2 separate regions of the Hordeum vulgare genome follow, and region 2 is linked to region 1. The links are chromatin contacts, called in public Hi-C maps. All regions are on one chromosome and are shown on one strand. Each heading gives the region's core, a stretch centred on a gene start, on an enhancer-like site or on the middle of the called end of the contact. The rest is flanking DNA. Distances are from core to core; before and after follow the strand shown. Region 1 holds the start of LOC123402075 (flavin-containing monooxygenase FMO GS-OX-like 4). Region 2 has its middle 130 kb from the start of LOC123402191.

Region 1 (6,420 bases), core at 1,476-3,975:
CCCATATTTCATGAAAAACTAGGGTTTCCTCACATTTGCAAAAAAGTGACCAAATGACATTTTTTTTTTGGATGAGAAGGAGGGGATCGGGGGGATTACCTTAGGGGAGGGATTGGACAACAAATGCCCGGACCAAACCTTCAGATCTGCTGATTTGGAGAGGAATTTGAGGAAGGTGCTGACTTCAACTCGAGGTGTGAAGTGAAGTGAAGGGGGGAATGAGGAGGGGTGGGGGAGGGGGCTGGCCCGTGGCTGGATAAGTCACAGTGTGGCGCCTAAGCGCTCAGCGCCACACTGCAGAGTGTACAACGACTAAGGCTTAGGCGTAGCACTGCCTGGGGGTGGGGCCAGCTGTGCTAGCGTGGCTGGGCGTATGGCGCCGACGTCTTAGGCATCACACAATGTAGTGTGGCGCCGACGTCTTAGGCGTCACACAGTGTAGTGTGGTGCCTAGGTGTCGGGCGCCGCACAAAAGGGTCAGCTCGGTTAAAAAATTTCACCGTGGGTTCACTTTGCGAGTTCTTTCATCCCAGGGGTCATTTTTTTCCCAAATCTTGCAATGTGTGCATAGGTTGGGATAGAAAAGTACACGTGCACATATTGGAGATGTTTATTCGGTGAAGGGATCATCCCTACTTGTGTGTCCTGCCACACGTCCCTCATTTTTTTTGAGGCTCACTCTATGTTATCTTCGTTTCTTTTCCCCTCTCTGGCTCTCTCCTACCTCTTTCACAGCTTCCCGTGCCTCCCCCAACCACGTAGCACCCCAACTTGGTGCTCCCCGCCTCCGGTCAACTCTCCAACTCGATCTGTCCGTCGCCGCCTCGTCGGATCTACTCCGCCCCATCTTCGGATCCCCGGAGTAGCCAGACTCGTGACCTCCTGTCTCACTTGCGTTCGCATGCTGTGTGGGCCGGGCCATGGCATCGGCAGCTCCTCATCCACGTCGGTCTCCTCCCAATGACCGTTGGCCACTGTGGCTCCACCCCGGCACCACTCCTCGCCCCCAACTCATGTCATTGTCGCTAGATTGCCCGCATCCGGCCGCCTGGAGGCGAGGGCCATTGGTGTGACAACAGGTCATCGGGCCAACGCTATCAATCCTCAATCTTTTTTGTATCCTCTCGGCTCTGTCTTAAGCTTTCTATTAGGCTGGGTATCCCATACTTATTTTTGTTGGATTCATGCACCTCTCCTCTTTGATTGAGGGTATCTCACACTCTTTGCATTGGCTTGTTGGTTGTTGCAATTTGGAACATATATAAGTTGCTAGGATTTGATGTAAAGTGTCGGGGTGGTACTATTAATTCAAAGAAATTTTGGCACAATTTTATTTGCTGCAGGCGTAAGGGAGCGGGAGGGGAACGACAGGTCGTGAGGGACGATGTCGAGGATGCCGAGGGGCCAGCAGCGAGGGGATGAGGATAGGAGGAAGGGGGTGGGGAGGGGCGGTCGCTGCCCCGGAGTGAAGCGGGTCGACGGCGACGGGCGACCCGTGATGCACAACAGAGATGCAGAGCCCGCGCAGCCGAGATGTAGAGCCGCGGTGGAGGCCTTATTATAAAGATGAAACATAAAGTTTTTTCCACTAATTGGAGGACTACGGGTTAAAATCAACTAAACTTAAGGATTTTTTTTGCAAAAATGGCACGACGTACGATCAGAAGCATTATTTGCTTTATTATATACTCCCTCCGTCCCAACATTCTTGTCTTAAGTTTGTCTAGGAATAAATGTATCTTGTCTTAAGTTTGTCTAGGAATGTATGTATCTAAATACTAAAACATGACTAGATACATTTATTCCTAGACAAACTTAAGTTTATCTAGGAATGGATGTATCTAAATACAAAAACATGACTAGATACATTTATTCGTAGACAAACTTCGCAGAAAGTTTATTCATCACTCGGGATGGAGAATAAGTTATTCTTCACCCGAGGTAATTTTACGATTGTTTCATAATTAAATTACATTTAAAATGCAAATAGTTATATTTATACTGAATCACTACGTAAAGTTTGACATAAGAAAATAAAAATATAGGTCATAAGACAAAAAAAACGCATTTTATGTATATTTTACACTATGTTTTTGTGTTTATAATTTTACATGATATAAAATATTTTTTTGGTGTCTATATATTTTCTTACGGTCTTTTTTTACATATGAAATAAGATAAAATTTACGGAACGTAAAATTACGGTGCATTGATATGAAAATAGAGGGCATGAATTTGATATCAACACTAGCTAAGGTGGTTGCTATCTGAACCCTTTATTTACATCGAGATCCGGACTTTTTTTAAAATTTGCTATCAGCACTAGCTAAAAAAGAGAAGGGACCAAATCTCAACACATAACATGCAGCATATATATATAGGCAGAGAATTCATGCATTTTACTCCTTATGTAATTTATAATAAATTTTTTAAAATGTTTTATATTTAGGAACGAACGGAGTAAAACACAAATTAGTTAGAAAAATCTGTTCGTTATGACGTTATTAGCGGTCTAGATGATTAGGTATTCTAGTTAACACCGTGTGCCTGGTTTGCAACTAGTATTCAAAAGAAAAGAACCTAAACGCAGGCGGCATGGGATAAAGGAGCACTGCGTACAAGCTACTGGCAGAGGAATCTATAGGGCCTGACCCTAGGTGATGTCAACTCAGTTGAAATACAGCTGAATATACATGCGTCAAATCTTTGTAATCATACTGTAGAATACGTACTGTACTATGCATGGCTGAGACAAAGGTGGGCGGGCCGTGTTGATATGACAGCAGGCCTGATATGCGGTGCTGATAGAAGCTGCATACGGAACGCGCAGGTAAAAAACCGCGTCCCCCCGCGACGCCGCTTCCTCTTGTCCTCCTGCCTGATTGGTCCGATACTCCGATGCCGTCGCGCTCGCTCCGTGTCGCCGTCATCGGCGCCGGGGCCGCCGGTCTGGTGGCGGCGCGCGAGCTGCGACGCGAAGGCCACGCCCCCGTCGTGTTCGAGCGCACGGACGGCGTGGGCGGCACCTGGGTCTACGAAGCCGACGCCGACGCGTCCGCCTCGCCGGAGCCGCCCGGTGGCCCCCGGCGGCGCTCGAACCTCTACGCGTCCCTCCGCACCAACCTCCCGCGCGAGTCCATGGGCTTCCTCGACTTCCCCTTCGTGGCCGGCGCCGACTGCGACATCCGCAGGTTCCCCGGCCACGCGGAGGTGCTCCGGTACCTCCAGAGCTTCGCGCGGCGGTTCGACCTCCACGGCCTCGTCCGGCTGGAGACGGAGGTGGTCCGGGTGAGCAGGGAGGCGAGCGGGGCCAGCTGGCGCGTCAGGTACACGAGGAAGGCGTCCGGCGGCGAGAAGCGCGAAGCGGAGGAGGAGGTGTTCGACGCCGTCGTCGTCTGCAACGGCCACTACTCCCAGCCGCACTTCGCCGACGTCGCCGGTAACGCATCGATCCATTCTCATCCTCAGCCGGCACAGCGCGTCACCAATCGAGCTCGTGACAGTTTGCTCTGCTGCCGCAGGCGTGGATGCTTGGCCCGGGAAGCAGCTGCACAGCACCAGCTACCGCGTGCCGGAGCCATTCCACGGCCAGGCACGTCCGTCGTTCCGCGTGTTTTTGCCCAGCGATTGTTTCCTTTTGCACTTGTGTTGAAAAGTCAGAAGATGCGCTGGTCGATAAGATCTGGAGTTTCTCAACAGTAAATTCAACTCGATTGGTAGGTTGTCGTGGTGATAGGGTGTGGACCGAGTGGCACGGACATCTCGAGGGACATCGCTGGCGTCGCCAAAGAGGTCCATCTCGCCAGTAGATCGGCGTTTGCTGCTACCAGCGACAAGCTGCCTGGACATGCTAATATGTGGCTTCATTCCGAGGTAATATCAGCATATCACAGTAATAGCAAAGTCAAGAAAAAGCAACGTTATGATGCAAACTTTGCACTGTCCCGACGACAATCCCATGGAAATCCTTCTCGGCATGTATGCGCAGATCGAGTGTGTTCAGGAAGACGGGAGTGTGGTCTTCCACGACGGCAGCCGCGTCAAAGCGGATGTCATCATGCATTGCACCGGGTACGTGTGCTCATCTCCTCGCGCTTTTCCCTTCTTCTTTTTGACAAAGTCTGCCCGTGCTTGGCTTGCCGATGCTCATCATCGTGTATGTTTGTACATGCGGCCTTCTGTTAAGAACAAAATTAATATACTTATTACACGTACTTCCTCCGTAAGGAAATATAAGAGCGTTTAGATCACTATTTTAGTGATCTAAATGATCTTGTATTTGTTTACAGAGGCAGTACCAACCAAGTCACCCAATTGGCTAAGCTAATTGGTCGTACAAGATATTGGTGCACCCTCCCTCATGTGTGGACTCACAAGACTTGGGCGTGATCACCAGGGCCTGATGGTCGCATAGAACTTTAAGAGAGAGGACCACACACATTCTAACTATATATGACGTGATCCAAGGCTATACTAAGTTGAATTACATGTAATGAATTCATGCTTCAGCGAATTTATTTAAAAGTCCAAACTGATGAAAAAAGACAAGCAATATGTTTCAACAGCTCCCCCCCCCCCCCCGCCCCTTCACATCTAGGTTTTTTTACTCCTTAATTGTTGTAGACCCGCATAATCCTTTTTTAATACTGCATTGGTAGAGTCTTAAAGTAGAGAACTAATCAACTCATCCAAAAGTTTAAGCTTATGTGGAGAGGTGGTTATTCCAGCAGTAGTCACATCACACCCAAAACTAGGGGTTGGCGGCATGTTTGGTTGGTGAACTAGGCTTTATGCATGAGGAAAATAGGAAAATAGGGATTTTTGCCTAGCTAGGCTGCCTAGGCTTTTTGCTGTTTGCCTTGCTACTTGGGCAATCACCTACTTGGGCTGCTCGGTTTTTGTCACCATGCATCTCGTTTTTGGATGATAGGTGTCCCATCTGGGCCGTCTGGCTCAGTTTGGTCATATGCCTGGACGCTTGGCTAGGCTAATCGCCCCTATAGTTCACCCAGCCAGGCTACCAGAGGATTCACCGGGTCACCAACAAAATAAGATGCATGCAGCTTCCAGACACGCTTCAGGCCAGGCAGGCAAAACAAAAAAATTGAAGTTAGATTCAAACTCAAAACTATGAAACCATAGATATTAAACACTGGAATTTCCAAAACAATTTAATTCCAACCTTAGCCACAATGGAAAAGTAATTTTGCATTTAGGTGTTTCCTTAAAATGTGACAAAATGCAGGGAATGCAGGAAATTCGAAACATGCAAACTTTCATAACAAAATTATAATTGTTTGTGCCATGTGCAAAAAAACTTGTCTTCTTTTAGGGTTTCAAAGCATTCCCTACATCCATGAACTTTTTGTAGTTTTTGAGATGCCCAAAATACAATTCACTTTTCAAAACTATTGTGATGTTTTTTGTAATGGTTTTGTAGAGTTCATGGTTCCATTTAGATAGCTTCCTCGTATGGGGTTCAAGTTGAGGCAATGACAATAGTTAACTTTTTTCGAAAAGGAGGCATCGCCCCAGCCTCTGCATCGAGTGATGCATGCAGCCATTTTATTAAGTATGAAGTAGTCTGAAAGAAATACAAAGAAGTCCGAGAAGCCGAAGAAAAGGACAATAGTTAACTAGATGATGGTTGCAATATAACTCATTGATGTTTAGTTGTATGGAACATGAATATTTGGATTAATCATGCAAGAACTAAAGCTGAAAAATACATATATTGATTATATTTTATTAATATATAGTTATAAATATTTATTGAATATATGTATCAAGAATGGAAAGACTTTCCCATGCATGATAGCATTTTGAGGTGGGCCTTCTCTGAGGGATGGTTGCATGTTAAAGGAAATACATTAGCGTGTATCATCCATTTAGTTATATAGGATTATGATTCGAAGTAGAATAATTTTATTAAAAATGCATGCCTTTGCTTATGCTATCCTTTTTGAAATGATGTTTATCTTATCCTGAGGGTAGATACAAGTACAACATCCCATTCCTCAACAGTGATGCAACCGTCTCCGTGGACGGCAATTGTGTCGAGCCACTGTACAAGCATGTGTTCCCTCCAAAGGCTGCTCCTCAACTCTCCTTCATCGGTTTGCCTTTAAAGGTTCGTTTCTATCATTATATTTTAGTGCATCTATATAGCAGGCTCATTATGTTTTGGCAATTGCCATAAGTTCTTCATTTTCTGTATGTTCATAAGAATAAGGATGTCTAGAATTTTGCGGCTCAAGTAATATAATACGGTACATATGTAGGACATGGTGTTTTGGGACATGTATCCAGGCGACTATTAAATTTGAGCCATCGGTAAGGACTTTGAGATCCGCCGGTAATATAGTGTAGAACTAAATACATGACATATACGAAGTGTCGAAGTGTGTACACCATCAATAT
Region 2 (7,032 bases), core at 3,219-5,718, 340 kb before region 1:
TAATCATATCAATAATAACCCTTAGAAACTATATTAGCTCATATCAATGTCATAATCAACTAGCGAGCAATAATAAGATAACTCAAACATCAACACTTTGTCAAAACAATCATGATATAATATGACAACAATGGTATCTCGCTAGTCCTTTATCAGACTGAAAAACATAAATGCAGAGCACCTCCACAGTTCAGGAAGCGACTAGACATTGTAATTCATGGTAAAAGAGATCGAGTCATGCTGCAAACAATGATTAACTAGACACAAAGCATGGGGATGGCAACAATGCTCTCAGGTCTGGTGCTTATTTGAGAAGGTGATGATTCAAAGTAAAAAAGAAAATAACATGAAAGTAAATAGAAAGTCCCTTCATAGAGGGAAGCAGGGATTTGTAGAGGTGTCAGAGCTCATAGTGAAAGCAATAGATAAATAAGTTTTGGGAGCTGCACCCTTCCTGTCAACGCTACGACCAAGAGTTATCGGTATCTTCCATGCTAAACAAATTAGCAGCGATTCCCAAGCGGTAAAACTAAAGGTTTACTCCCCCTCCACCAACAAACACACTCCACGGCTAGCTGAATCCATGGGTGTCGTCCATACTAACAACAATCCAGGGGGAGTTTTGTTTAATTATTTGTGATTTTTGGTTCGGGATTGTGAGTACATTTTTACCAGCCCTCTCGTGCAAGGACGAGTGAATAAACACTCATCGTGAGAATAACCCACTTAGCATGGAAGATATCGACCGCCCTCTGTCACTCCATGAGCAGTCCAGGCACACAAAAAAGAAGTTCATTTGAAATATTAGAGGTGGCACATGCAAATTTACTTGGAACGACAGGGTAATACCTCATATAGATAGGTATGGTGGACTCATCTGGAATGACTTTGTTTCAAGGTTTTTGATGCACAAGGAGTATTCCCGCTTAGTTAAAGCGAAGGCTAGCAAATAGGTTGGGAAGTGACCAACTAGAGAGCAAAAACGGTCATGAACAAGCTTTATGAATAAACATCGTTGCACACTAGCATGATGTAACGACTAAGATGCGATCCTATCCTTATTTTGGCACGAGGGCCTCGACTAGGATAGAAGCACATCTCATCATTTTGCAAGAATGGATATCGTTACAAGTACATGTACTGAAGAGATGAGTATATGGAATTGTCTTACACTCGCCACAAGCTATATCAAGATCACAACAATACAACAACATACAGTCATCATGTAGAAGAGCAGGGTCCAACTACGGACGGAAATAAATGATAAAAAGAAGGACGTCCATCCTTGCTATCCCAGGCTTCTGGCGTGGAACCCATCCTAGATCGCTCAAGAAGAAGAAGAAACTCCAAATAGACCAATCATCGCGCTCACGTCAAAGTACCACTTTACCTCTACCTGCAACTGTCGTTGTACTAATCTATGAGCCATAGAGACTCAACAATATCATTTCCAAAGGTATCAAGACTAGAAAAGCTTAATGGGTGAGGTATGGTTAAGTGGTGAGGCTGCAACAAGCCACTAAGCATTTATTAGAGTGGCTAACTTACGAGTACAAGAATAAAAGGGGGGATGAGCTACGCATAAGTGGACGTGAATTAATGATGATCAAATGAATGATCATGAACACCTACTTACGTGAGACATAACCCCACCGTGTCCTCAGACGGAGAAGGAGCTCACGAAAGAGACAATCATGGTTACGCACATAGTTGGCAAGTTTTAATTAAGTTTACTTCAAGTTATCTAGAACCGGATGTTAAACAAAGTTTCCAAGTTACCACATAACCGCTGGCACGACTTTCTGAAAGATTTAACCCTGCAGGGGTGCTCCAACTAGTCCATCACAAACTACCACATGCTGCATCAGAATGACCTCGATCAGGGAAAAACCGTGATCTCCTCGGGTTCCTATTGGAAAACCTCAACCTCTAGATATCCCAAAGTATCCTCGGAATCCCTCACACAATATGCTTGAGAAAGGTAAAACAAGTCTAGCAAGGCCGCCCGGCGTGTCGACGATCCCGATAGGAGCCATGTATCTTGTTCTCAAGACACGACGGATGAGCTAAGCATATAGTAACTAATGTCCCGGGTTGATCGAGGTAGCCCGCACGGTGCTCTAGTATGGTACCAACACAATCAGCACTACCCCATGTATTATGTTGAATTACCCCTCGGGTAGCGCTAACTCCCTATGTGAATTAATTATCGGTATTATTATGTTGGCAAAATATAGTACCAATGTTGGGCCTTGCAAGACCAGTTTGATCCCAAAACGAAAGTGAAGGGGGTCTCCATAGAAATACCCAAGCATGTTAGGAGCGCTCAATATGGAACTTAACACCGGTAGCCGAAACTAAGGCGACAAAAGCGGAACAAAACACACAGCCAGAAGGTCAAGCCTTCCGCCTTTTACCAGGTATATAGGTGCATTAAATTAAGTAGCAATAATATGGTGATATAGCAAGGAACCCATGGTTTCACATGGAACCAACTGCACCTGCAACTAGCAACGCTAACAAAAGGCTGGGCAAGCGGTAACATAGCCAAACAGTGGTTTGCTGGGTTGTGGAAAGGTTAGAGGTTTTCATGTCAATGTTGTGAGGTTGACATTTCAGTGGTAGGCAACTAGACATAGTGATAGAAACCAGACAACTAGCATGGCAATGCTAGTAATGGTATCTAGGGAAATGATCATCTTGCCCGTGATCCCGCTTAGAAGAAGAATGAATCCGTGAAGCAGTCGAACCAACGTAGTCGAACGAATCCTCACACTCCGAAGCGGTTCGGAACTCTATCGAGAAGAAACAATCTGGAACAACAATCAACAGATGATAAACACCACAACATATTCATGGCATGATGTGCACACAATTATGATGCATGTCCATTTGATTATGCACGTCACAAGAAAGCACAACAATTTATTACTACACATTAAATGAAGCTCAATATGCAACAAGTTGCATATTGACGATACTCCATATTTGAGTTATTTAATTCACTCCCATTTATTTACACAACAATATTAAATGTCATTTAGCATGGCAAGAGGTTACGCATAAATAAACTACCTATCTAGGCATATTAAATGAGGCCAGAAACATCATATAGTATTTCCGAAATGACCCCATATGTTAATTTTGAAATTGGTCTATATATGAACTAACACATTTTAATATTTGTTAAACAATAGAATAAAGTGTTTCATGTGATTCTACATGTCATTCTAGTGGATTTACGTATATAGATCATTTTAATCGAAGCTACGGTTATTTAGTTATGACACAATACATTTTAACATGGCATCTATGCAAAGCAATGCAAACAAAATGTTTAAATGTTTTTAACATGCATGAAAGTGAGAAATTAGGAATATACACGAACTTCTGAACATTTTACATATCTAATTTTTTAATTGATGCACCGTAAAATAGTTATGAGCGTTTTAAAATGAAGCAATTTAGTGTAATTAATAATGCATTGGAAATTATTAAATTCGTCTAAGGGAAAAAAACACACGGGCCGAATCTGGAGCCCCATGGGCTTGAGCGCAGGATAACAATTCAATGCACGGGCGAGGAATAGGGGCTCGGGTGCTCACGCATAGGCCAGAGGCTAGACGGTGGAGCTGGGCCTGCTGTAGCTCGTTCGAGCAGCGGCCCAAGGCAAAGGAGGCCGGCTAGGCTGGCAGATATGGGCCTGGTCAACAGGGAGGCGAGGAGGCCGGCTCCTGGCGTCGTGGTCAACACGCGCAGGGGAGGTCGTGCTGGTGATCACGAGTGCACGGCTCGCGTGCCTGGAACAGTGGTGGCGACGCGAGGCTCCACGGCTGCGCGACGGGGTCATCGACCAGTAGAATGGCTGGGAGGAGCGGCGGCGCGGGCGCCCACCTGCGAGGAGGGAGGCAAGGTCCTCCAGCAACCTAACTCCAGCAGGAGGATGACACAGAGGTGGCTACACGGCTTGGGACTGAGGCACGGCATGGCAGCTGCGGGGGCTCCTGCTGCTGCTTCTGCCGGAGGCAAGGGGAGGCGGCGTGTGCTGCTAGTTGCTGAGGTCGCCGACGGCGGCGACGAGGCCTCGGGCCAGCGGGCGGAGGATCTTGGGAGCGCTGCAGGTTTCAGGTGTGAGCTCCTGGGGCGGACGACGGTGGGGCAGCTGTAGCTGCTGCTTAGAGAAGAGCGGCTATGGCGACTCCCTGGTGCTAACGACACATTTGGGATCGAGCAGAGGAGGCACGTCCTCGGGCATGCGGGCGAGCGACGAGGCGCTGCAGGAGCTGGATGTGTCCATGCGCTCCCGCGAGGAGATCGGAGCTGCACTGGGACGAGTGGTGGCTGCGGGCGCTATGGACGCTGGATCAAGGAGGGATTCGGTTGGGTGGCCACGCACAACGAGGAAGGTGGGGAGAATCCAGAGGATGGAGATGTGGCTGGCGGCGGCGAAGGGAGAAACCTCCTAAATTTTAGGGTTGGGCATAATTGGCTAGGGATGGCACTGCTATATATATAGGTGGTGGGCTAAGTTTAGGTCTATCTCGACCCTCTGATTTAGATCGGATGGTCGATATAACTAGGTTAGAGAGTCCATTTGACAAACCGGTGACGGTTTGGGGTATTACGGGGCTGTTCCGGAGCTAACGGTTTTGACTGCCGGCTTCGGGTCCGGGAGAGAGTTTTCATACTAGGTTGCTGGGCGGTCGGTGCAGTGTGCATAGGGGCTAGGCGGAGATGGTAGGGAAAACGGGTAACCCGGGATCAGGTTTTTAAAACACCGAAAACGTCTAACGTTTGACCGACTATAGTGCCGCTATAGGTTAAACGGTTCGGGTATCAAACGAACTCCGATTGCGACGAAATTTGGCAGTCGGTCTACCTACACTATATTAAGACCGCACGCCAACTTTCAACCCAATCCGGGAAAGTTTTATACACACTTTTAAAACAATATTTAAATGATGTCGTGGGCGCGTGCGTGTGTGGTTGGTCTCGAAACAGCCAACGACAAAAACGGAGAGAACCGACAACTAATAACGGATGCAAGTTTTGAAAATTGACGGAAAGAGAGTGTCGATGCAAGCAGATGATGCGAATGATGAATGCGACAAACACATAATTAGCACAACAACAACGGAATAAAAGGGAATCTCCTGGAGTGTTGGTTCCAGGCTATTATAACTCACCTACACTAACAAGTGATCTTGCCCCGAGATCTAAGAATGAAAAGGGGAAGAGGAAGAGAAAGAGGAATAGGTAAAACCTAGTCGCTTCTTTGACAAATTAGTGAAACCAATGAATCTCGAAGGTTGCAAAGATATGAAGAATGAGGAACAAGCAAGAATTCAACAGAAATTTCGGCATCACTTCGGTAGGAAAGAGTGCAAAAATTGACAAGATGGAATAATTGAAAAGATGACATAACACTCCGATTAATTGGACAAGCAAGGAACAACATGCTATTGATAATGTGAGATGATTGATTCAACGAGAGCAACATCACAATGCCCCCTAAACAAAAGAATAGAAACTAAATCATTGACAAGAAGAGAATAGAGAAGAAAAGGACATCTTCCACCATAATTGAATGTAAGAGCATCCTGACAAGAAGAATTGAACGTAGTTGTTGGAAACCAACAACGAAAAGAAAAAGCTTATAGCGGAAACAATTGATTGTTTGGGAGCAACAAGAGAGGCAAACTTCTTTCACCAAGAGGATACATTGAGAACTTGGATCAACAATAATCACCATAATAGCAACAATCCTTAGAAAAATCATTAGGTGTAATCTAATCCAATATACTTCAATGAAGAAATCATGGGTTGAAAATATCTCTTGATCGTAGAATTTGTGGGTTTAAATATCTCATTCTTGTAACAAGCTCTCTTCGAGACTCCTTGTGAGTCAATAATGCTATAACACCACCACAAAGGATAATGGAGGAAGAATTGCACTTGCAAAAGCAAGATAAGAATGCTTGAGCTCCTTCAATAAGAATCCTGAAGAACACCTTGAGAAAGAATTACATACTCAATGAACCACCATGAAGAACCACTTGGATAACACCGGTATGGAAGGATGATAGAAAAGAACTGAAGGTTGAAAAGAATAAGATTATGGCCTTGAAAAGATTTAGGTGGGACGCACAAAGAGATACTTGAGAAAACTAGGAACTCCGAAAAAGAAAAGATGAAGCACTTGGGATAAAGAATTTGATATCATGAACAACTCCGGAAGAAAGGTTGAAATCACTTTGATGGAACAAGTATTAAGAATTATGTTATGCTTATCCTTTATCAAGTTAAATTAATGACAAGCAACAGATTTAGCATACCACTTATTCTTCTTGAATAGATTGGAGCGGTGATAGAGCACAAACTTGAAGAAGTCTTGAAGGAACCATCGGTAAAAATCTGGAATGATAGAGGATAATACAAATGAACTGGGCTACATGAGGACAAAAAGAGCACGATTCAATTAGAGGATGATTGAACAAGCCACCTGTAAGAATTCACAACCGAATGAGGATACACAGAATGAATGGAGATACATGAGAACAAAGAGAATATAATCCACTTGAGGGAAAACTTGAACAAGGCACCTGAATAATTGAGATACGAACGAGCATACAATAGTTGAGAATAATTTGAGAATGAAAGCTAAAAGATGAGAATGAAGAATTCTTCTGAAACGATGGCCTTTGGAGGAACGAGAATGAAAAGAACTCTGAAATGCTTCGGGTAGACAAGAAAGGGATAACTCATGATTGAAAAAAATTGAGAGGATAGCACGAAGGTGAAACCATGAATCTTCAAGAGAATGGACCAAGATTTAAGAGGAACTCTTCTTCAGTCTTCCAAGCTGAGAATTATGACAAGAAACAACACCATAAATTACCGAGACACTCTAAAACAAGAATAAAGAAAGGTTGAGCCAACAATGAAAATTAATTTGAATAGAACTTGGAGAAGGAATATGACTGATGAAATTCATTCCTACGTCACACATGAAAATAACTATAGATCTCTAGA

What was found. Hi-C and Micro-C count contacts between places; a contact is called where the count stands out from the background.
Region 2: a Hi-C map of seedling shows a contact between it and region 1, with 2.9 times the contacts expected there. The contact joins the enhancer-like site here to the promoter of LOC123402075 in region 1. A contact is called at or near these places in 1 of 6 Hi-C or Micro-C datasets (seedling) and 1 of 1 datasets of contacts at active chromatin or transcription factors (embryo).

The regions. Positions count from the first base shown.
Region 1 is chr6H:120,124,942-120,131,361 of MorexV3_pseudomolecules_assembly, reverse strand. It overlaps LOC123402075 (flavin-containing monooxygenase FMO GS-OX-like 4), which reads left to right and starts at 2,725. Exons shown (of 7, transcript XM_045095936.1): 1 at 2,725-3,439; 2 at 3,522-3,592; 3 at 3,721-3,873; 4 at 3,989-4,071; 5 at 5,995-6,130. The coding sequence starts at 2,899.
Region 2 is chr6H:120,468,552-120,475,583 of MorexV3_pseudomolecules_assembly, reverse strand. No RefSeq gene overlaps it. Among protein-coding and RNA genes, the nearest start is that of LOC123402191, 130 kb to the right of the region's middle. Within about 2 kb of position 4,468, at least 3 of the 3 cell types and tissues checked have open chromatin away from gene starts, as enhancers often do. A contact at or near this core is called in seedling, where this site is marked.